2 separate regions of the Mus musculus genome follow, and region 1 is linked to region 2. Evidence: chromatin contacts called from public HiChIP or PLAC-seq data. All regions are on one chromosome and are shown on one strand. The core of a region is the stretch at or near the end of the contact, and the rest is flanking DNA. Distances in the headings are between cores, read along the strand shown. Region 1 overlaps Lama4 (laminin, alpha 4). Region 2 has its middle 62 kb from the start of Gm22911.

Region 1 (6,770 bases), core at 4,145-6,644, 470 kb after region 2:
GAAGAAAGAAAGAAAGAAAGAAAGAAAGAAAGAAAGAGAGAGAGAGAGAGAGAGAGAGAGAGAGAGAGGGAGGGAGGGAGGGAGGGAGGGAGGGAGGAAGGAAGGAAGAAAGAAAGAAAGAAAGAAAGAAAGAAAGAAAGAAAGGAAAAAATGTTTTCTTTACATGCAAGATGGATAAACCAGCACCTGTCACCCCACCCCAAGACCTCAAGATTCCCAGCTGCACCCTGAAGTGAATCTGAATCCAATTTCAATGAACCTAGACTTGTAGTCTAATATTTTCTGTTTAGTGAACTACAGCAAAGGATAGAAATTCAATCCAGTCACATTCTCCATAGATGAATAATTTATGCTGGCTGGGAGACCAAAGGCCATAGAAATCTGAGGCACAAAGACATGAGGAAATATGAATAACAAAGCTCATTGGATATTTCCTCTCAGGGTGTTTCTTTGTGGAGTGTGTAGAACGTACATTCATCCTCATCTTTTTCATAGGCTTGTAGAGAGCATTATATTATGTTTAATTCATTTCCTGTTCTTTCAGAACAGGAACCATGTGGTTTTCCTCTTCCTGCCTGCCTCTATGCCTTACATAAAATGGACATGAATTGTCCCTCTGTTGGGTGAATTTATTTACTCACTCGTAACAGTGGCAGTGTGGTGCAATGTAGAGCAAGGGAAAGAACATCAGGGTTTGAAGGTCTGGCCCTTGTACTGTGATCTCCCACATGATCCAGAAAAACTGGAGTAGCCTCTGGGCCTCAGAATGCTAGATGTGAGAGGTCTTTCCTCCAGCTGTCAGTGGAAACTGAAGGAGCCAACACAGAAGCTCTGAGATGCCGTCTCAGACATGCAACGGATATAGATTGACAGATACCAATACTACAGCTACACCAAGAGACAGACATCAGAAATAGACTGAGAGGCCACACAACACATGTTGATCAATAGTGTGGTCAGAGGATCCTGGAGTTACATATGATTTGTTCGCACTCATTGATCTTTGTCCCAAAGGTTCTGAATCATGGGTCTCATACCTCAAAAGGAAAGCTTTTTCTAATGCAGAATCTTATTATCACTGGCCTGATGGTTTGACCTCTTTGGAAAGGTCTCCCTTACTGTCCACTCCCAACACAATATCCGGTAGCCCTAACCAGCCATAGCCATCTCTGCTCTCTCAGATCCCTTTTAAGAATGGCCAACACCACTTCTTTCCATATCACTTTCATGACACTCAGAATCCTCCCCTAGATTTCTCTTTATGTGTTTCCTCTTCATATGAAACCTGGTTCCTCTGTCTGACCATCAGCTCCACTAGGAGGGACTATATGTTTCTTCCAATGCCTCCCATGCTGCCTTCAGCTACTCTGAGTCCCTCATCCACTCTAGTGTTGGGCTCTGCAGCAAAGGCTGTTCCACAGTCATCCAGCAAACATGCATAGTTTAACCTTGACTACTCTGCTGGTCTCTAGAAAAACACTGCTGCATCAGAATCCAAAGTCCTACTTTTCCCTTTAAAAGTAAGATCTGCAAGTCCAAGTCCTTTGTTCCCTAACAGTCTGGTAACAAATAACTGGAGCCTATGGGCAGGTGTCCCCTTAAGTGAAGCCAGCAGTCTTATCTCTCAAAACAGGATCTCTTATATCACCTTTGGGGAAGAAGAAGAAGGCATTTTTGTCTCTAGACAGAAGAATCTTTACCCAGAGTACACAGTTTGGCTTATGAGTGAAGGCTGAATAGACTTCAGTCTCTGCCTCCCACTTTGCTGGGTGTCCTCCTTAAAGGCTGCTATGATATAGACATTGGCTCTTCTTCCTCAATAAATGCAAGTAGGCACTGGTCTCTCGTAGTTTGCATACTAAAGCACCTAGAAGAACAGAAGTCAGGATTCAACTCTGATTACTTCTGGTGTTGTCAGTTCTGCCACATACTTTGTGTCCAGACTACGCTCAATCACAAGATGGCAGCCAGTAGCTAAGAGTCTGGTCTGCTGCTCTATGACTTTCAAGCAAGGAGCTGGGCTATGCATCTGTGCTAGTTAGTTTTATGTTAACTGACACAAACTAGTGTCATCTGAAAGAAGGGAACATCAATTGAGAATATCAGAAGATCTAGCCGTAGGGCATTTTCTTAGTGACTGACAAGGGAAGGCCCAGTCCATGTGGGTGGTCCCATCCCTAAGAAAGCAGGCTTGAAAAATCTATGATATTCAAGACAATAAGCAGTGTCCTCCATGGCCTCTGTATAGCTCCCACCTTCAAGTTCCTGCCCTTCTTGAGTACCCACCTGTGCTGCCTTCCTTCAGTGATGGACTATGATATGGAAGTATAAGCACCCCCAAACCTTTCCTCCACAATTTGCTTTTGGTCATGGTGCTTCATCATAGCAAAAGTAACCCTAACTAGGACAGCTTCCAAGGAATTACTCCCAGTTTGGTCTCTTTAGGCTAGGAGAGTATTCAGTACTGACTTGGTTGCTTGAACAACTCATTATGGCAGGGCAGGCTATGATTTGACTCACAGTAGAGAAGCCACTAACATTTTGACCAGGCTATTATTCAGCCAATGAGCTTCTGACCTTGGTATTTATTTGGGACCCGGGTTCACCCCAAATAAAGCATATGCATTCACATCCTTCATCAAATAAAGCAATACGAACAAGCAAGGATCATCTCAGAGAGCTGCTTCATTAATGACTGCCACAGGAAAGGCCTTCCCCCTTAAAGAGCCTGGTCTAAAACTCCCAAAGAAGGCTTTCTTTGCTCCAGCCACTCCCATACTCTCAGCATTTGCTCCTAACCAGACCAGATTCTGTTTAGTGTGTGTGTGTGTGTGTGTGTGTGTGTGTGTGTGTTCTCTCCCTTGGCAGAGAGGTAGAATGCAGTACAACAAAATGTGATGCCACCCATTACATGCCACCCATGCACACCAATCCCCAAGATTACCAACCATGCCCTCACACTAATTTCATCAAGACACTCGAATCTGAGTAGTCTACAACACATTGAGAAAGAGTGGTTCCTTAAAAAAACAAAAGAACTCTAAATGTGGGGACATAATGCCTATAATCTTAGCAAGCCGAGGCAGAATAATGAATTATGAGTTCAAGACCAGCTTTGACTGTATAGGGACACACAACGTCAAAAAGAATATGCAAATAAATAACAGAATAAATTTTTAGAAGTCTGATCATATTAATAAAATGGGAGAATTGATATGAATTCCAGGTGGGCATCTACAAATATCCACTATATTTTCTATGTAGGGAAGATTTTTTTTAAATAATGAAATGTCTATGAATGCTAAGAAATTTAACATGTTTAACACCTTTCAGATGTGCTCCTGGTTACTATGGAAACCCCTTACTCATTGGAAGCACCTGTAAGAAATGTGACTGCAGTGGAAATTCGGATCCCAACCTGATCTTTGAAGACTGTGATGAAATCACTGGCCAGTGCAGGAACTGCTTACGAAATACCACCGGATTCAAGTGTGAACGCTGTGCACCTGGTTACTATGGAGACGCCAGGACAGCCAAGAACTGTGCAGGTACAGACCCCAAGTCCCGCGACCAGCTGCTTGGCCAGCATAGCTCTCCACCAGGACTGACTTAGGTGAAGAATTTCTGTTGAGGAAATATTGCCAGTGTCCTCCTGACATTTATCTAGAGCAATATACATCAACATTTACCCCAGTTACACTTCTCATCGAGGCTACCAATGAACCTTAGCTCGTGGGTGGATATTCACAAGAGACATCAGCGGAGTGATTTCTGTCTTATTCTATTCACATTGGTGATTTTGATTGAAGGGAAAGTGGTAGCTGGTGTGGCTCAAGTGAATTATTTTTGTACTGGAAGCTGTCTCCTCTCTCACTTATGCTTAATAAAATTAACATTCCATTTGAGTAAATTTGCAAAGCATGAGCACGCATGGCCCCCCTAGATTTCCTCAGATTGTCAGTCAGTATCTCTCTGAGAGTGTAAGAAATCTAATGGGTTAGACTTCAGTTCGATTGCAGTGTGCACTTCTCCCGTACATTTGCTGCATGGACTGAAGCTCTTCAGAAGGGAAGTTAAACTGCTTTCGTTCCAGCGGGGCTGAAGCTGAGTGCTTCCCCCTGGTTGGCTATTAGGAAGGGCAGGGGAGAAGGGGGCCTGGTGCACTTACAGCCTGCATTCTGGAAAACCCCTGTTGAAAGAATCACTTGAAAGACTGACAAAGGGAAGAGTTTAAAATTAAGGAGAATGCACTTGTGACCTGGGCACAATGAAAATAAGCATACCTGCGGAAAAGAAACACTTCCAGAGCCACAAGGAAGACTGTCCAGTCAATCAGACGTGGGGTCGGGGGCCTTAGAAGTGCTGTCAGAAAAAATAAAGCCTTAGAAATTGGTGCCATTATTCTCAAAGCAGTACCAAGCCTGTATTTAAATAACAACGATGCAGGTCGATCCTAGATGACACCGTGTGGGAAGCCATAGAGCACAAGCTTGCAGCGGGGTCTAATAAGTCTGCATTGTGTGGAGCACTGCATAGCTGACGTGTAATAAGTGATGTGCCCCTTGGAGCTAATCTGCTATGATCATTCTGTTAGGGCAACTCACAGTTCTATTGCAACTTATGACCAGCTTAGGATAGCTTAGGAATTCTTCTTAAAATGTTATAAATTTACTTCCACACAAAAACTCAGAGGGGATTGGGAGTGTAACTCAGTGGTAAACCATATGCTTGGTTCAGTCCCCACCCTTGCCAGCTCCCCACCCTGGGGGGGGGGGGGGGGGAACTAGCAAAAAATGAAAAGCCAGATAAGATTGAATTTTGTTTTTATAAAGGCATTACAGAAAGCCATCAGTAGGTGAAAGCCTTTTAAATTCATGTAAATTTGTTTCCAATTCTTTCCCTGAATTATGCCTAGCATCCACTCCCCAGATACCTCTCTTTTGGAGTTTGGAGTCATTCTTGCCAGGGGTCAAAACTTAGGAGGCAAGCATTGCTCCTGGGCCTCCTCACTGTCCCGTTCTGGGGCTCTTCCCTCACAGCTGGCAGGGACCTCGCTGCTGTGGAGACTCTGTGAGGGAAGGAGAATGCTGAGCTCTGTGGCCTTTGTTTCCTTGTGAAATTTCCTGGGCCTTTTGGGACTGAGGCATCTGTTGCGTTAGGATAGCATCCTAAAGAGTTGGGAAAAGAATCCTAGGAAAGCGAGATTCAGTTTTGCTTCCAGTCCTATTTTTAACATCTCTTACCTGCATTGAACTGGTTAAAGGATGTTATCACAGACTCCATACCCTTCAGGATAAATATAATTAATCCCCATCGCAGGATTGCACACCAGTAGCCAGCATTTCTGGAAACCATGGAAACACCGTCTTGTTTTAGGCATGAGAAGATGGCTCCTTACTCTGTGTTTCTGTCTCCCATAGTGTGCAACTGTGGGGGCGGCCCGTGTGACAGTGTAACCGGAGAGTGCTTGGAAGAAGGATTTGAAGTCCCTACAGGCAAGAACTGCCCAACTATAAGGAAAAGTAGCAGAACCTTAATGACTAACCAATTTCTCTAATATGCTAACAGGTGTTGCAACCCATTTGTAGTTTTTTTTTTTTTTAAATCGAAAATGTGGAAGAAAAGAACTGATTCCCACAAGATACCCTCTGACATCCACACTCACATTTGCGCACACACACACACACATCACAATAAGTAGTAAATGTATGAGTGTGATATCACTTTCCCTGAAAGGGTTTCACTCCCACCCCTGGTTTAGCAGCTGGTATTTGCTCCAGGGTAACGGACCTTGTGCAAAGGTCCCTGGTGGCCTCCATCTCAGTCAGCAGTGAGGCAGTTTTTGCGGACCTCACTCTGAGACTTTAGACATCTTACTTACCTAGTCTTCACACTCAGCTCTCAGGACAGAGCCCTGTCTACGTTGGCTGACTGGTGCTACCCGGGCAGCTGTAGAAACTGAAAAGCCAGGAGACTTAAGCAGCTCTTCCCGACACACCCAAATGTGAAGACTGACCAGAAGTAAACTGACAAGGAGTTACAAAGTAGAGCTGCCTTCTCTTTTGCTTAAATTGCTCTGTCACTCAAGAGCAACGAAAATTTTTTGTCTCAAAGAGTATTTGAACATCATGCATCCCTTCCTCCAAGGAAAAGTATATCGGTCCCAAAAAAGTCCTTGTGGGTAGAAGATTATAAAACTGCCAGTTTATCATCTCTTAGAAGATGCCCGAGATGTGAGACACAGCAGGGAAAAGCCTGCAGTTATCAACTACAGCATCCTGGACTAGCTCCACTTAAAGGCGGCCAGATGCCTACATAGCCTTAAACATTTTTCTTCAGCAGCCTGAAGTGTAGTCTGGGGACTCATTTTCTAAGGGAGCTTAAAGGTAGTGCTATGTTAATAACAAATTAACAAATGAGCATGCATTAACCCTTTAGTGTCTGACAACTCTGCAGGAAATAGCAGAGCCTGTGGGAAGGAGTTTGGGAATCGGCAAGGTGCAGAGAGGCCAGGATGGGGCTCAAGGCTTGGTGTGTGTTCTTTTTAATTATGTCCATGGAGGGCAGCTGGGTTCCGGGTGGGGCTCACAGTGTGAAAGGTGAGGAGAGAGAAGCTGGGGCTTGTCTCTTGAGCCTGTCCAGGTTTAGTTTCAGCTTTAGCTCCTACCTCAGAGACCAAGTCATGACATTAGCCAACAAGTGTACCCTACAGTCCTGCTCTGAGGACTTGTTCATCTAGACACAGGGTCGTGGTGGGGGGCATGGAGAGG
Region 2 (6,484 bases), core at 1,993-4,492:
GTAAAACAAAAGAAGAAACAGAAGGAAGGAAAGGAATTTGTAGGGAAAGGGGAAATTAACAGGAATAAGAGAGAGACAGAAAAAGGTGGGTAACAGTAATCAGAACGATATCATATATATAACTAAGATTGTCAAAGAATGAATTTAGGTAATAAAAATGTTAAAGGTACAAAAATGTACACAGTAGATCAAATGAAAGGTCCAATAAAGATATACCAGGTCACTATTATCTGTATCACACTTCAATCTTCAATTATTTACAAAACACTGCAATAAAATGAATGGACTTTCCATATACATAACCAAGGTTCTAATTTATACTTTCTCATTATTGAACATTACATTGGTAGAAATTAAGATCTATTTATTTATCTTTATCTATTTGAGTGTGCGAATGCGTCATGAGTATGTGGTGTGTGCACATGTATGTGTGACAGAACATGCACCTGTGTCCAAAGTGTCAGGTACTCACCCTTCCCTATCACTCTCTACATATCCTTTTGAGACTCTCCCTTTCAGCTAGAAGCCAGCCACTACCACTGATCCCAGGGTCTCTACCTTCCTAGAATCTAAATCTACAGGCATACACTGGACTCTTGCCTTGCCACCTGGGTGCTATTAGAATCTGAACTATTTGGAACTATACCACCAATCAAAGAAAACACATGGTGGAACTTGTGACTCTAGCTATATATGTAGCAGAGGATGGCATAGTCGGTCATCAATGGGAGGAGAGGCCCTTGGTCATGTGAAGGCTCCAGGCCCCAGTATAGGGGAATATCAGGACCAGGAATGGGAGTGGGTGGGTTGGAGAGCACGGGAAGGGAGATAGGGGATTTTCTGAGGAGAAACTAGGAAAGGAGATAACATTTGAAATGTAAATAAAGAAAATATCTAATAGAAAAAAAGAATCTGAACTATTGTCTCATGTCTGAATAGTTAGCACTCTCAACCCCTCCTCTATCTTTCCAGCACCCATTAACAGACTCTAATACTCAGTTTCCATCAACTATAAAATGGATGTAAATATATGTCTTGTACATCTCATTGTAATAGTACTGAAAGATTATATTAATTGGCTATATGCACTTTTCCCAAAGCACAAATTATATGTATTTGAATTTTAAAAAATTAAAGCAGGCAGGTTTACTGTTCTCTTGAGTTTGAAGAAATAATGCTAAAACACTCATCAAACTGTCTAAAGTACATATCCAATAAATTACTAATTAAATAAGTAATAATTGTAATGACTTGATACAAATAGTTAAAAATTTAAGCTAAAATTTTAATCTGATTATAGGGCTTAAAAAGTTAACATACCCTACTGTTTCATTCACTTATAGGAAACTTACAATAAGAATATGACCCAGGATATGCCTTTATACATTCTTTAGCAACTTAATATCATTTACTAAACAACTGAAGAAGGGCTTTTCATTTCAATGCAAGGTTCTCTTTTATATTAAGGGAGCTGTTTCTCCCCATGGCCCTGTTTTGAGTGGAGGAGGAGCAAAAGATCCTTAGAGATAAGAATCAAATGACCTTCTTTAAGGGTCATTTGGAATTGGAGGCCAATGTAACAGTTCTTGCTGATGGATTTCTACACAGTTACTGGCGACTAACAGTCTATGGTAAATAGAATCTAGGGAAACACAAACCTGGGTCTGTCTGCCAATTCATTATAAGAGGTGTGTGGCCTGAACCTCTGACCTTTGTGGTGAAGGTCCCCTCTTTGTCCCGTTTTCTCTGTAGCACTATGGTGGCCACTGGCTTTGCTTTCTTTCTCCCATCCTGTCCCAACTCACCCCTGCTCCAACATCAAATCATACTTATTTTGTTTTCCACATCTGGTCTTTGCTCAGTTGATAATACTTCCTGGCAGGATGAACCATGGAAGGAAAATAAACACCATGTGTTGCTGGGACTACAAGTGATGCTCTCTTTCTCTGATGTCCCAAAGCTTGTTTCTCTTACAGAGCTGCCCCTAAGAGCACCATGAAAACACCGCCATGATGAGTTTGCTAAAGTTGCATACACAAGCACATAGGTAAACCAAATAATGTAACACATTAAAGTCAAGACTCAAGATGAAGGGAAATGTTCGGTCGATGAGTATCTGCTAGGAAAAACCAAACTTAACACCAAGGAGAGCAAACCCAATGTTTTCTGAATTCCTTGCTGCCTTTGAGTGTCAGAAGCTGGAGGATTGCAGTTTAGTGATCCCTCATGTCTGCAAACTCAGTTATCAGCTAAATTGGGTAAACATTATACCAACATACAAATATGTACATGTGTACATGTGCCGTGTGCTCAGTTCATAACACTTTGAGGAGCTTAATCATAAAATCTGAAAAATTCCTATTTATGATCTTCCTAAAAGAATTAACAAAAGTTCTTCTGGGTATTTAAACATATGTGTAAGGTTGGTTTTAATTTTACAATGTATCCTTTTACTTTAAGCAAACAAATAGTAGTAGTAGTAGTAGTAGTCGTAGTAGTAGTAGTAGTAGTAGTAGTAGTAGTAGTAGTAGTAGTAGTAGTAGTAGTAAATGATTGGCCTCATGGAGGTTATACTGATTTTTTTAAAGTTTATAATATAATTGTTAGGCTAGACAATACCATTCCTTTTCTGTATCTCCTCTCAAAACTCTAGAAATGAGTTCACAGTTGTGAATGTGGAAAAAAATTGTGTACTGCTTCCACAAGTGCTAACTGTGAGCTGGGAGAAAATTAGTCCATTTGCAGGCATTGGAAAACCAGGGAATCATTCCATTGTCAAGACAAGAACCAGCAGCTGCTTTGGATTCCATGTATTTCAAGGACAAATCATTCATTGACTCCTTTGACACCCAAAGTATGCCAATAATTCAATGTATTAGTTGGATGCAAATTTCATACAATAAGGTATGGAAAGCAAACTGTAATTGGGAGTGCTTGTGTGAATGGAGCTCTGTCCTTTGACAGAGCCCATTGTTGAACAGCAGCCTGAACCCCCGACCCTTTACTTTGCAAGGATACAATAGCCTTTGATATGAGGTGGTGGGAAAAAGACTTAGACACTCATTTCACATTCAGTTGCAATTCATCAGTTTGGCGGGGACTTTTAGCAGCTTTAATGACCACAGCAATTGATGGTTAAATCAATTTGTGCCGGTGACAGCATGGCTGGCCTCTAGACTGTAACAATCCAGGATTGCGCCAGGCAGAAAAGACTCTGTTATTCAGATGTGCGCGGTTCCTACTCTGCTCAGAGAGAGAACAATGAGAGAGTCTCTGGCTCAGGCAAGCTGGAAAACGTTCACATTCACTCCACTGCCTGCGCAATGTTGTGGCTTCTCTGTAAGGAGGTGCAGCGCATTTCATTCCCGTAAGTATTGTTGCGAGTAAAAATATACAGACGACAAAGATTTCTAACGTTTAACTATATCCTGAGAGATAGTAACAAACCAGAAAGAATTTAACCTTTGATTCCTTGATCGAACTGGGTGGTCCTACTCCTGCCACCACTGCGCACCCCTCCTCCACTTCCCCTCAAAAAAATTAGAAAAGGGAAAGAGAAAAGCAGCAGCAGAGATTACGATAGAGGAGGCTTATGTTTAGGAGGGAAAGGTGAGAAAACAACCCCACAGTATTTTGTGTAAAAAAGGAGGGAATATTGCTCCCTCTTCTGTTGATCAGAGGTATTTTTTTCCTAGTAATGATTTAAAAATACATGTTTACTGTGAAAATATGTAAATGTCAGCATAGTTCACTGAGTTGAACTGACCTGTTCAAGTTTCTTAAAATAAAAAGGCAAAGTAAGTATTTTTTTTTTAAGCTAAACCTACGTTTAACATTTAGGAATTCTGCAGGCATAACTGGCAATTTTTAAATGGGGAGAAGGATAAAATATCATCACAACAACATTAATTTTGGTTTAGTTTCATCAGTGAATTGCGTCATTAAATATAGGAATCAAGAATTAAACCATAAGCAAGACTTTTAAATTCTACAGAAAATGTGCAGCCTAAAACATACCTGTAAGATTAAGCAATGTGAAGCCAACATATTATTTGTATATCTGAATACTAATTAATGTCTGGCATAACGTAAGATACACAGATGACTGTAACAAACATGCAACTAAAGCTAATTAAAGGAAAGTTTCTTGTTTTTAAACATGTGTTAATGCTGCATTTATTAAACAAAATTTTTTAAGTAAAAAAAAAATAGTATACAAAAAGTATTAAATTCTACTCTGGACTGGATAAAATTGACTGTAAGGGTGGACTCTGACCCTGAGTTGCCTTTTATGTCCTATTAAGAATTAGACCAAATGATACAATTTTATTTTAGAGCTATGGTGGAGAAAAAAGAAAAGAAACCATGTCCAGAATATAAGCAGATCCATGGGAAATGGATGGCCCCGACTCGAAGCTATGGTGTTGTGGGAAAAAATGTAAACAAGGTTTTCGAACAGATTTGTCTAAACATTGAAAGAATATTGAGTCTGTACAGAGGAGGTCTTGGCACTGAGTCCAGAGCTGTGCTTGGTAACTGGGGAGGGTAGAGAAAAGGAGGAGAGTTTCCATGGCAACACTGGTGCTGAGCATAAATGGAACAGGCATGCATCTTCCCAAGGGAGGACTGGAGGGTGGAAAGTGGAAACGAGGGGTAAGGGCGGTAGGGCCCCCATGAAGATACTTTATGCTGAATAAGTGTTTTGTGTAACTGTGTGGCATGCTGGACATCACTGTGTGCATTCTGAGAGATATGAGACCTCTTAAAAACACTGCTGCCATGATCCAAGACAGTTCTAGGTGGAAATAAATGTTGTCTTACCATTTCTAGAGTGAACACAAATACACTGAACCCATCTTGCTTCTGATTTTGTTATGTCCCTTCAAAGTAGAATGAGAGGTGACATGAGTAAAGCTTTTTACAGATTATTTTTCTTTATTCTTGAGAGTCGTATGGAAATAACCCTATTTCCTTCTCTTAGCTGCAAAGGCAGGAAGATATGATTTCTCATTATTTTGAATGTGAAACTATGATTCACAACTTTGACACTGTTTCACCTTTCACAAGAAAGCATCCTCGTTCAAGGAACAAGATAAAATGAAAGTGAACATCATTTACCTGACTAGATTATCATTATTAATAATTTTATCTCATTGTAAATGCTTCAGTGTCAAGATTAAATTAGGATGGCATCAAGAAGAGGTGATAAGTTGCAGGCTAAACGCTATGGCATACTATGAAGTCAGCTTATGACCATACTTTCATTAGAAGTGAGATTGTGGCACCAACTTGCAGAGAGCACAATGCCACAGTACCATACAGGCTTTAATGTGTGTGAGCTACATTTGTGCCCAACACATTAAAAGCTCTGAGCTGTGACGTATGATATTTATGTCTATGAACTTTGTGAGAATGGTAGTCTCCATAAGAGAGCCTATGTACATATATCAGATGCTCAAGGCAGGTTTATTAACTTCCCAGAGAATCAGATAGATCATCTTCTGATCAAAACTATGAGAGCACATAAATGCACCAAAGTGGACATTTATTTACTATCATCAATATAGTATCCAACATGCATAGTTGTCTTACTTAATGCTCACAGATTTCTCAGTATGTCACAATGTGGTTCTCATCTTACAAGTAAGAGTGGAGAGACCCTCAAAGTTTAAATTATGTTAAATTTATATCTCTGAAGAAGCTGGAATTCCAGCCCAGTCCTACCTAACTCATTTATCTTATGACCCTTCAAGTTTCTCATATTTCTCTATACCAAAGAGTACTTTGATATAAAAAAGACTACCTTGTCCTCATCAGAAAAACTGAAGTACAGAGAATTCATTCACTATAATAACTCTGCTCTTTAGTCCTTCAAATCTCAAAAAATACATCTCAGTTCCCATTGCGCCTGAGATTTCAGAAGCCAGTGAAAGCCAGGAACTAGAATACAAAGTTGAACTAACTATCCAAGTGCAAAACCAAGATTTTGACATATGACAAATGGTTCCTGGCAATTGTGAGCAGAATAACAATGAATATTAATGGGCAAGTTTCTCTTCAGTCAGATGTATAGTCCTTGATACAAGCTTAGGGGTAGGATATAGCTGAATGATGTGGTAAATATATTTCTGGCTTTTCTCAGAATCTCTGCACTGATTTCCATAGTGGTTACACCAGTTTATGCTATCACCAGTAATGCATAAATGTTTCCTTTTCTATATGTCTATGCCAACATACTGTTACTTGGTTTTGTAATTTGTTTGTTTAGTGTTAAAATTATACATTCTAACTGGAGCTATTCACACTTGTCACACTGGGGCCATTCAATGTGGTTTTAATTTGCTCTTCTTGATGGATAATGATTGATGAGTGGTTGGTTTTTATTGTTGCTGTTCTTGTTTGTTTTTGTAAAATAAGATTTATTTATTTATTTATTTATTTATTTATTTAATGAGTATGAAAGGTTTTCCTGGATATATGTCTG

Evidence for each region. HiChIP or PLAC-seq counts read pairs in DNA pulled down with a chosen protein or histone mark.
Region 1: an H3K27ac HiChIP or PLAC-seq map of stem cell-derived neural progenitor cells shows a contact between it and region 2, with 4 times the contacts expected there. The contact joins two enhancer-like sites. A contact is called at or near these places in 1 of 484 Hi-C or Micro-C datasets (ventricular fibroblasts) and 2 of 115 datasets of contacts at active chromatin or transcription factors (embryonic forebrain and stem cell-derived neural progenitor cells).

The regions. Positions count from the first base shown.
Region 1 is chr10:39,023,202-39,029,971 of GRCm38.p6, forward strand. Lama4 (laminin, alpha 4) reads left to right here. Exons shown (of 38, transcript NM_010681.4): 5 at 3,334-3,548; 6 at 5,421-5,495. Among named protein-coding and RNA genes, the nearest start is that of Lama4, 61 kb to the left of the region's middle. Within about 2 kb of position 5,395, at least 8 of the 459 cell types and tissues checked have an H3K27ac peak or open chromatin away from gene starts, as enhancers often do. A contact at or near this core is called in stem cell-derived neural progenitor cells, where this site is marked.
Region 2 is chr10:38,550,724-38,557,207 of GRCm38.p6, forward strand. No RefSeq gene overlaps it. Among named protein-coding and RNA genes, the nearest start is that of Gm22911, 62 kb to the right of the region's middle. Within about 2 kb of position 3,243, at least 127 of the 459 cell types and tissues checked have an H3K27ac peak or open chromatin away from gene starts, as enhancers often do. A contact at or near this core is called in stem cell-derived neural progenitor cells, where this site is marked.